Regions from separate parts of the Mus musculus genome. Here regions 1 and 3 are each linked to region 2. Evidence: chromatin contacts called from public promoter capture Hi-C data. All regions are on one chromosome and are shown on one strand. The core of a region is the stretch at or near the end of the contact, and the rest is flanking DNA. Distances in the headings are between cores, read along the strand shown. Region 1 holds the start of Ddrgk1 (DDRGK domain containing 1). Region 2 holds the start of Pank2 (pantothenate kinase 2). Region 3 holds the start of Lzts3 (leucine zipper, putative tumor suppressor family member 3).

The links. Promoter capture Hi-C pulls out the DNA fragments that hold promoters and counts their contacts. Capture Hi-C pulls out chosen DNA fragments and counts their contacts.
Region 1: a promoter capture Hi-C map of liver shows a contact between it and region 2. The contact joins the promoter of Ddrgk1 here to the promoter of Pank2 in region 2. A contact is called at or near these places in 12 of 39 promoter capture datasets (the 3T3-L1 cell line, 3T3-L1-derived adipocytes, the C10 cell line and 8 more), 1 of 115 datasets of contacts at active chromatin or transcription factors (memory CD8 T cells) and 1 of 9 other capture datasets (liver).
Region 3: a contact with region 2 is called in a promoter capture Hi-C map of pre-B cells. The contact joins the promoter of Lzts3 here to the promoter of Pank2 in region 2. A contact is called at or near these places in 5 of 39 promoter capture datasets (liver, maxillary cranial neural crest, pre-B cells and 1 more) and 2 of 484 Hi-C or Micro-C datasets (both in embryonic stem cells).

Annotation. Positions count from the first base shown.
Region 1 is chr2:130,663,079-130,665,907 of GRCm38.p6, reverse strand. It overlaps Ddrgk1 (DDRGK domain containing 1), which reads left to right and starts at 1,263. Exons shown (of 9, transcript NM_029832.2): 1 at 1,263-1,433; 2 at 2,354-2,560. The coding sequence starts at 1,343. It also overlaps a transcript of Itpa not described here.
Region 2 is chr2:131,261,245-131,264,097 of GRCm38.p6, reverse strand. Pank2 (pantothenate kinase 2) reads right to left here and starts at 1,598. Exons shown (of 7, transcript NM_153501.2): 1 at 1,283-1,598. The coding sequence starts at 1,529.
Region 3 is chr2:130,641,297-130,644,302 of GRCm38.p6, reverse strand. It overlaps Lzts3 (leucine zipper, putative tumor suppressor family member 3), which reads left to right and starts at 1,459. Exons shown (of 5, transcript NM_197945.4): 1 at 1,459-1,582. The region is part of intron 2 of Gm52563 (a long non-coding RNA gene); the gene reads right to left.

The DNA.
Region 1 (2,829 bases), core at 14-2,513, 600 kb after region 2:
AAAATAACATTTGTTAAGAAGCCAGCCAGGTGTGGTGGCACACGCCTTTAATCCCAGCACTTGGGAGGCAGAGGCAGGTGGATTTCTGAGTTCGAGGTCAGCCTGGTCTACAGAGTGAGTTCCAGGACAGCCAGGGCTACACAGAGAAACCCTGTCTCGGAAAAAAAATAATAATAATTCAGGAGCCAGGCAGGTCTGTGGTGCCACATGCCTTTAATTATAACCAAGGAAGAGGCAAGCAGATCCCTCTAAGTTTGTGGCCAGCCTTGTGTACATATTGAGTTCTAGGCCAGGCAGGGCCATATAATGAGAGCTCAAAGAACTAAAACAAAACAACCCATCCTCAAAAGATGGAGGAGCGTCTGGACATCAGGGTGCACACCTGTACTCCCATATAATCCAGGCACTTATGAGGCAGAAGCAAAGGATCAGTTTAAAGTCACCATCTACTATACACCAAGTCCAAGGCCAGCCTAGGCTACCAGATACCCTGTCTCAGAACAAAACCAAACAACTAAAGGTGGGGGGCAGCTGCGATAAAATTCCAGCAAAGCCTCAACCTTCAGCCGAACATGGATCTAAATCTCCAAATATACGGAAAGAACGTAGGTGCTAGAGATAAAGCTTACCGTAACAGCGCTTGCCTGACGCCTGGAAGGCCTTAGGTTTATCAACATTGAGAAACAAATTACAAAACATTCCACATTTACAGAAAGTAATACAATGGATGCCTAACTTGCAGTATTAATAAGATATTCGTACACACGTTGCATTTTTCAGTGCTCCAAATTAAACTAAGGGCCTTGGCCATGAGTGCTCTACTACTAATCTACAACCCCAGCTTAGTCCCCTACTTACTCGCCCCACTATTTTCTTCCTTTTTCTTTCTTTTTTTCTTAAACACTTATTTGACGTGTATGAGTGTTTCGCAGGTATGCATATCTGTGTATAACCTGCGTGCCTGACACTCGAGAGGGTCTGAAGAGGGTTTTGGGTCCCCTGGAATTGAAGTAATAGAAGGTTGTAAGCCACTATGTGGGTGCTGCGAACTGAACCCTGGCCCACTGGAAGAGCAGTCAGCGTCATTAAATGCAGACGACCTCCATGTTGCCATATAGCCAGAGACGACCTTGAAATGTTGGTCTCCGAGTCTCCACTTCCCGAGCACTGGGATGGCAAGCAAATGTGGCATCAGGGACTCTTCAGTTAACTGAGGCCCAGGTCAAGCCCAGGGTGGGGGCGGAGCTCAGCGAGCGGCTGGGCAGGGCGGACGGTAGTGGGCGGGGCCTGGCGATCCGGATCCCGCAGGCGCGCTGGCTGCGCTGCCCGGCTGTCTGTCGTCATGGTGGGGCCCTGGGTGTATCTGGTGGCGGCAGTTTTGCTCATCGGCCTGATCCTCTTCCTGACTCGCAGCCGGGGTCGGGCGGCAGCAGGTAGGAGGTGCCGCCGTCCCAGGGCTGGAGGAATCCGTTTTTCAGAGTTCCTGGGCTTTGGTAGGCCCTCGACTCGTGCGCATGCACTGACGAGCTTTCCTGTGCTTACGAGGAGCTTGTGCGCTGGCCCGAGCTTTGCGCACGCGCCTTAGGACACACTCGGAATTAGCGCGGAGCCCAGAGCTGGGGATGCAACCTAGGAACCAAGCCTGCCTTTCTACTCTGCACCAATAGGAGAGGCTGCCGGTTTTCTAATCCTGCCCAGTGTGTTCCGCTTACTAGGAGTAGGAGGGCTAAGCAGCCTTAGGAAACTGAATGCATCTCCCGCCAAAGAGGGCACCCATGCTGCTTTGCCTCGCCTCCACCAGGGTTAGAAGTGGCCTGGCACTGACAACCTGACAGTCCCCCTTACTAACATTTCACGTAAGTGTAGGAGTTTCTATATATCTCTCTGATGCCTGACCCCATAAGCCACCTCAGAGCACCTCTGTGTCCCACGGGCAGAAGAGACAGAAGCTGAGGTAAAGCTGATTGCCAACAAGTCTTCCAGGGAGGGACGATTCAGCCTCGACTGTGACATGTAGTCTCTGGTTGGCGTACCCTATAAAATCATAACATAGCAAGAAGTAAATGTAATCTTGCAGCGGGCATGGAGCGAGATCTGTAAACCTCAGGGTGAGAGTATCCTCACAGGTCGCCTGTTCAAGATGAAGATATCAAAGGAGGTAGGAAATGAGAAGTGAGCATCAGGCCAAAGTGTGCGTACAAAAAAGGCCTTGACAAACCTAAGTTGGGACTTGGTGCTGTGGGCAGCAATAGTCTGAGGTGGTTCAGCAGGGGGATGAGACTCCCAAGATCCTGTGCTTCACTCTCTTGAAGATGGGCTGCTTGACAGTGTTATGATTCCTCCCTCCCAAAAGCTGACGGAGAACCACTGCACAATGAGGAAGAGAGGGCAGGAGCAGGCCAGGTAGGCCGCTCTTTGCCCCAGGAGTCTGAAGAACAGAGAACTGGAAGCAGACCCCGGCGTCGGAGGGACTTGGGCAGCCGTCTACAGGCCCAGCGTCGAGCCCAGCGAGTGGCCTGGGAAGACGGGGATGAGAATGTGGGTCAAACTGTTATTCCAGGTAAGAGGGCCCAGCCTGGGGGAGGGCTGGATTAAAGGCGTTCGGAAGTCTCCCAAGCTAGAGACACACAAGGAGCATGAAGCCAGTGGAGGAAGGACATTTAGTGGTAGGACTGGAGTCTTGGGCCTGGGCTTTGGTCCTTGAAGTCAGCATTTCTTAACTCAATCCCTGTTCTATTGGGCGTCACTTCCTTCATCTTGGTTCAGTGCAATTAGCTGTAACCCTAGAATAAGTGCTTAGAAATAGAGACATTTCAGCTGATATTTACA
Region 2 (2,853 bases), core at 349-2,848:
GGCCAGCCTGGTCTACAGAGTGAAGTTCCAGGACAGCCAAGGCTACACAGAGAAACCCTGTCTTGAAAAAAACCAAAAAAAAAAAAAAAACAAACAAACAAAAAACAAAAAAAAAACAAAACAAAACAAAACCTGCCCTCAAGTCTGACAACCTGAGCTCCATCCCCAGGACTGGGCAAAGTTGTCCTCTGACCTACACCAATACAGACACACACGATAAATAAGTGTAATAAGGAAGTTATTTATCAAGCAAACGATTCTACAACAGGAACTCTTTGAAAATCCGTTTTCCTTTTTTCTTTTAGGACAGGGTCTTAAATTTCATATTCCTCTGCCTCCACCTCCCAAGTGGCTGGTATTATAAAATCTCTTACAAGTCGAGAAAAGAAAAAAAAAATATATACATATAGTGATATAAAGTACTAAACATACATACATACATACATCCTCCAAACCTTCCATGGCAAAACAGAGCTACATCCAATCGCTCAAATCATCGATAAAAGCAACTGGGGTGGGGGTGAGCAGGTAGGGCTGGGCGCGGACTATCCAACAGACCTCACACATCAAGCCACTTCCCGTAATTCTCATAGCCTGCCTGCACTCAGCATTTACCTTCCTCATACCGTAATCTGATATCCAGGTCTTAACCACATGTAAAACACAGACAGCTATGCTGAAAAGTTCCTATTACAGTATTAGGACAATTGACACTTTCAGCAGTAGTCGTGGATGCTAGACAACAGCCCTAAAGGCTTTAAAGGGGAGAAAACACACAAGACAAGAAACACAAATTGGTAATAAAATGAGAACCCGATTCTCTGAAAAGAGTAACTCCCTAGGCTTAAGAGTAACTGAGGAACAGGTCGACTCCCTTCCAAAGAAAAGGCTTTACTGCCCAGAATGCTATGGCTGAAACCGGAATTCCCGTGAACTAACGGAAGGGAAACGGGGGAAAACCTCTGGATGCGAGATGACCTGAATTCTCTCGGGAAGAAAACCGAGCAAAGCTTAGAAGCGTATCGAGCCCAGAGTCGAGTTTTGGGCCTGCTGCGCCTCAGGGGCATTTTCTAGCAACCTCCAAATTAATCACCATAGAAAAGGCTTCAGTTGTGAGCGCGATGGATGATTCAAAGGGACTTGGGAGAGGAGGAGCCTTCTCAAGAAAAAAAGAGGGAGTCTCAGGAAAAGAACACCCCAGGGGACAGGGAGGAAGTGGCGGGGAGCCCTCGCGCGGGCACCGCCGGCGCGCAAACAACGACGGCCGTGCCGGGGCACTTACGCGGCCGCCTCTTCCGGAGGCCTTCGGCGCGCGGGCGGCCGGCCGAGGTGGAGCCGCCTAGAGAGCCGGGCCGCTCCCGTCTCACACTCTCCGCCTCCCCGGACCCCGACGGCGCCGCGCTACTCGCCCGGCGCCTCAGCGGGTCCCGCCTCCGCGCTTCCGAGTCCGCAGACTCGCCGACCGCGGCTGAGGTGGCGGCAGCCCTGCCCTGGCGCTCCATAGGCGCGCCAAACCGGCCCGCTCCCATCCGCAACAGCCGCCGCTGCCGCCCGAGCCAGCCCCCCAGCGCCGCCTTGCCGCCTCCGCGCAGCCCGCTGGAGCGCAGGCGCACGCCGGCTGCCGCCTTTTCCGTTGCGCCAACGTGCAGCTAGCCAATCCGAGCTGGCTAGGGGCGGGTTCCAGAGGTCTTGTCCAATAGGCTCCCAGACTCCAGCCGAAGAGACCGCGCCACCATCCAACGACAGGCACTCTGGACGGATGAAGGCGGGGTCAGCGCAGGCTGGGAGCGATCGTGGAGGGGCCCAAAGGATTTGAGTGAGGGGCGCCCTCTCTTGTGCATCCGCGAGAGCGGTGGCCAAGCTGCTCCCCTATTCCCTAGAACTCCAGGGAGTCTACTATCTCTTCTCTGTTCACGAATCACTCCTTCCTCCCGCCCAATAGAGCCCCCGAAGCTACTGAGAAGTGTTAACAGAAGGAAGGACTCTGAGCTGCGACTAACCTTAGCCTTTGTCCCCGGGTCTGGTTCTATAGCTGCAGTAGGAGCCACACTACAGTCCACAAAGTACAAGCACCGTCTCTTCCTTTGTGCTATGACTTCATTCCCAGTACCAGAAGGAATGAAAAGACTGAGGTTTGTCTCCATGACAACTGGCGGGAGGAGGTGGATTCTAAATCCTTCACCTACTCCCCTTCCTGAAGAAGGCAGTATGAAGGCTTGGAAGTTAGGTTGGTTGGGGTTGTTGTTGTTGTTGGGGTTTTTGTTTGTTTGTTTTTCTTTAATGTGTTTGAGCATTTTTCATGCATGTATGTCTGTGACCCTGGTGTGTGCCTGATGGTCGCTGAGGGCAGAAGAAATCGAGGGATTTCCCCATATGGATCCCAGGAATCTAACCCAGACCTCTGCAAGAACAGCAAATGCTCTTAATCACTGAACCATAGCTCCAGACCCCTGGGTTTTTACAGAAGATGGATTTTTTTTTTAAATCGTTTGCCCTTCCCAAGTGCCCTAACCCTTGATATCCCACCCAGATATACCCCTGAAGCATTCCCTCAGTCCCTCAATTTTAAGTGACTGAGGCTTTCTCACAATTTCCTAAGTACCTTTCTTGGGAGGAGATAATGTCCCTTGAATAACAGCCCTCTTACCTTCTAACTTACTCCCTCACTAATAGTTCCGGCCTGAGCTTCTCTTGTGAATGCTGAAAAACACTCCCATACTTGCTCCAAACTAGTACCCCACAGTGTAGAATTAACTCTGGAAACCTTATTTCCTAACTTGAAATTCCAGCTTCCGCAGGAACACACACACACACACACACACACACACACACACACACACTGGATCTAACAAA
Region 3 (3,006 bases), core at 210-2,709, 620 kb after region 2:
GAATATCTTGTAATATGGTGGCCACAAACCATGAGGATCATCACATTTCCATGACACTCAGTTCACAGAGTTGTAGAATATATAAATGATCTGTCATTGGCTAATGACAATAAGATCTTAGTTTATTTAATATACTTCCTTATTTGGATTGGTTGATTGGTTTTTTTGGTTGGTTGGCTTTTTGGTTTTTTGGTTTGGTTTGGTTTGGGTTTTGGGTTTTGGTTTTGGTTTTTTGAGACAGTGTTTTTCTCTATGTAGCCCTGGCTGTCTTGGAACTCGATCTGTAGACCAGGTTAGAATCGGTCTCAGAGACCCTGCCTCTGTCTCTCAAGTTCTGGGATTAAAGGCATTTACTTAATACATTTAAAAGCAATCATTAGAACTGAAAACAGGAATTCATTAAATTCACTATAGGAAATAAAAACAATTGTTTAAAAAGGCAAAAAAAATTAAAATCTATGACATAGTCCTATGTCATAGGATGGCTAAACTCATCAGTTATCACAATCACAACCTACAGCCTTTTGCTAAGGCGGAAGCCTGGGCCTAGCTTGCTTCCTCATACTGATCAGACCAAGGGCATAGTTGAAGGCTGAGTGCTTCCTTTAGGAAGTTTTCCTGGGCAGCTGGCAACCCCTTTAGTGTATGCCACCTGCACTTGCCAAGGTGTTGATCTGAGTCAAAGATAAAGTCTTTACTCAATCTCTTTTTAGGATGGGGTTTGTTAGTTTTACAGCAGGCACGGGGCACAAGGTATAAAATACAAATTTCCTGTAGCGTCAAGTTTTAAATTGGTCAATTTATTGGCTCTTGCCTCCACCTAGATCATAGTCACAGGTGCCTTCACACCCCCGCATCTTGTAGGTTTGAAGGCTCTTCAGGGTTTTTTGGTTTTTTTCCCCCCCCTTAATTATTTTTTAATTCAGTGTATGGTTGTTTCGACCATATGTTTGTGCAGCACCTGCAGAGGCCAGAAGGTGTCCAATCCCTTGTAACTAGTTATCATGTGGGTGCTGCGAATTAAACCCAGGTTCTATGGAAGAGCAGCCAGTGCCCTTGACCACTAAGCCATCTGTCCAGTCCCATATTTGAAGGATTTAGGACATCTGCTGCACAGGGAATAGCTGGTGCAGGAGTTGAATCTAGAGTCCAAACAAGGTTGTCCATAAACCAAAGGGCTCATACACCCAGATACGGGGTTCAAAGAGAGTAGGAATTTGCTGGATTTCTGGTAGGACAGAAATTGGGGATTGACCCCAAGAATTTGGTACAGTGGCTAACGGACTGAGGCCGAGTATCTGCCACCCAGCCTTTTGGGCAGGCGGGCCGGCGCTCAGCGACCAAAGGGGTTAAGGCACCGAGTCCCACCCCCGTCCAGGATTGGCGGGTCCCGGGGGCGTGGCCGGAGGGCGGGCCCGCGTTTGCCGCAGCCGCTGGTGGGCGGGCCGGGCGCGGGGCGGGAGGGGCCAAGAGCAGAGCCCGGCCGCGCCGCGCGCCCTGTGGGGCGGGCTTCGGGCTGCGCCAGAGAGCGGGACAGCTAGCGCCGGTGTCTGAGCCTCTGCGCCGGACTCTGAGGCAGTGAGTAAGTGATACAGGCCTGCCGGGGTGCCCCTCCAGGTTCTCCCTCAGGTCACCATGCCCGCTGCATCGCTCGCTGCTTCTGGCCGGTGGGAAGCTGGGGAGGGGGCGCGTCCCGCTGCTAGGGTACCGGGGAGCTGGGGGGGGATGAGGCCGATGATGTCATGGACGCTTCAACCGGCGCGCGGGGAGGGGGGGGTGGCGGCCGGAGGGGGTGCGGCCCGGATTATGTCACCTCTTCTCTCTGCACCCCGCCCCCCCCCGGGGGCCACGCGCGTTGGTGGAGAACCGAGGGAGGTATGGGTGGAATTTCTCCAACCGCGGAGACCTCTGTGGCACCTTTGCAGAGATTTTGTGGCTGGGGTCTATGTGCTAGTGAATGGCGACCCTCCCCCTCCCCCCCCACACACTCTGACACACACATGCACAGCTGAGGCAGGCTCCTGTGTGAGCGGGTGGGTGGGGGTGTGCTGTCAGTACCTTCAGCACTGAAGCACTGGCTTCATCAGAGTCAGGATCTAGGGGATGGGCCTCTTCCCCTGCAGGTGCCCACATTTCCAAGGGAAGATGAATCTCCCCTCACACATCCCAACCAAGAAGTTCTGCTCCCTGAATCCCTTCCCTTAATCCTTCCTGGAAGCTTTTCCTTGTTTCTATGTCTGCATTCATTTCCTATTGACATTGCTCATAACCAACATCCCCACAAGTATTGGCCTTGCATTTTCATGATGCCGGGGGGGGGGGGTCCAGAGACCCCTGGGGTAACACAGGCTTCCAATGGGGAAGGCTCACAGTGAAATCTCCCTGGGTCATCCTGAGCTAAGTGCTCCAAGACCTCTTGGGTACCAAGGATGCTGAGGAGTATTTGGACTGGTTCCAGAAGAATGTAGGCTGGGCAGAGAGCTGAGAAGAGGTCATGTGTGGAGTGAAGAGCTGCTTTCAGGAGAAATACAGGGTGGATATCAAGAGAGGCCTTAGAGACTCTGCTACAAACTCTACTTGGTTGTGGGTGCCAAAAAGAATACCATGGATTTTACACATAATCCGTTTCCTTTTTAAAAAATCGCTGTAAGGTAGGTGTGAGAATTTGAGTCTGCTTGAGGTTTCGTAGCTGAGCTGTGATTTACACCTGGAGCTGATGCTGCAGGAATTCTAAGGCCCTTGACCCTGCTCGGGGAAGGGTTTAGCCAGAGTCCATTTGGCCCCTCTGACTGCTAGTATTGTAATGTCACAGGCACTGAGGGTTGATAGAACAGAAATGGAGGCAGGCTCAGGCAACAGGCTATCATCCCAGAGTGATGCGGTTCAACTGCCCTTGCAGATCACACTGTCACCTAGGGCAGTCCTCCTCAAGCCTCAAGTCCTAAAGAGGGCTCTCAGCCCCTCCTCTCCCCTCAGTTCCTACTTGCCAGGGAAAGAGATTCCACT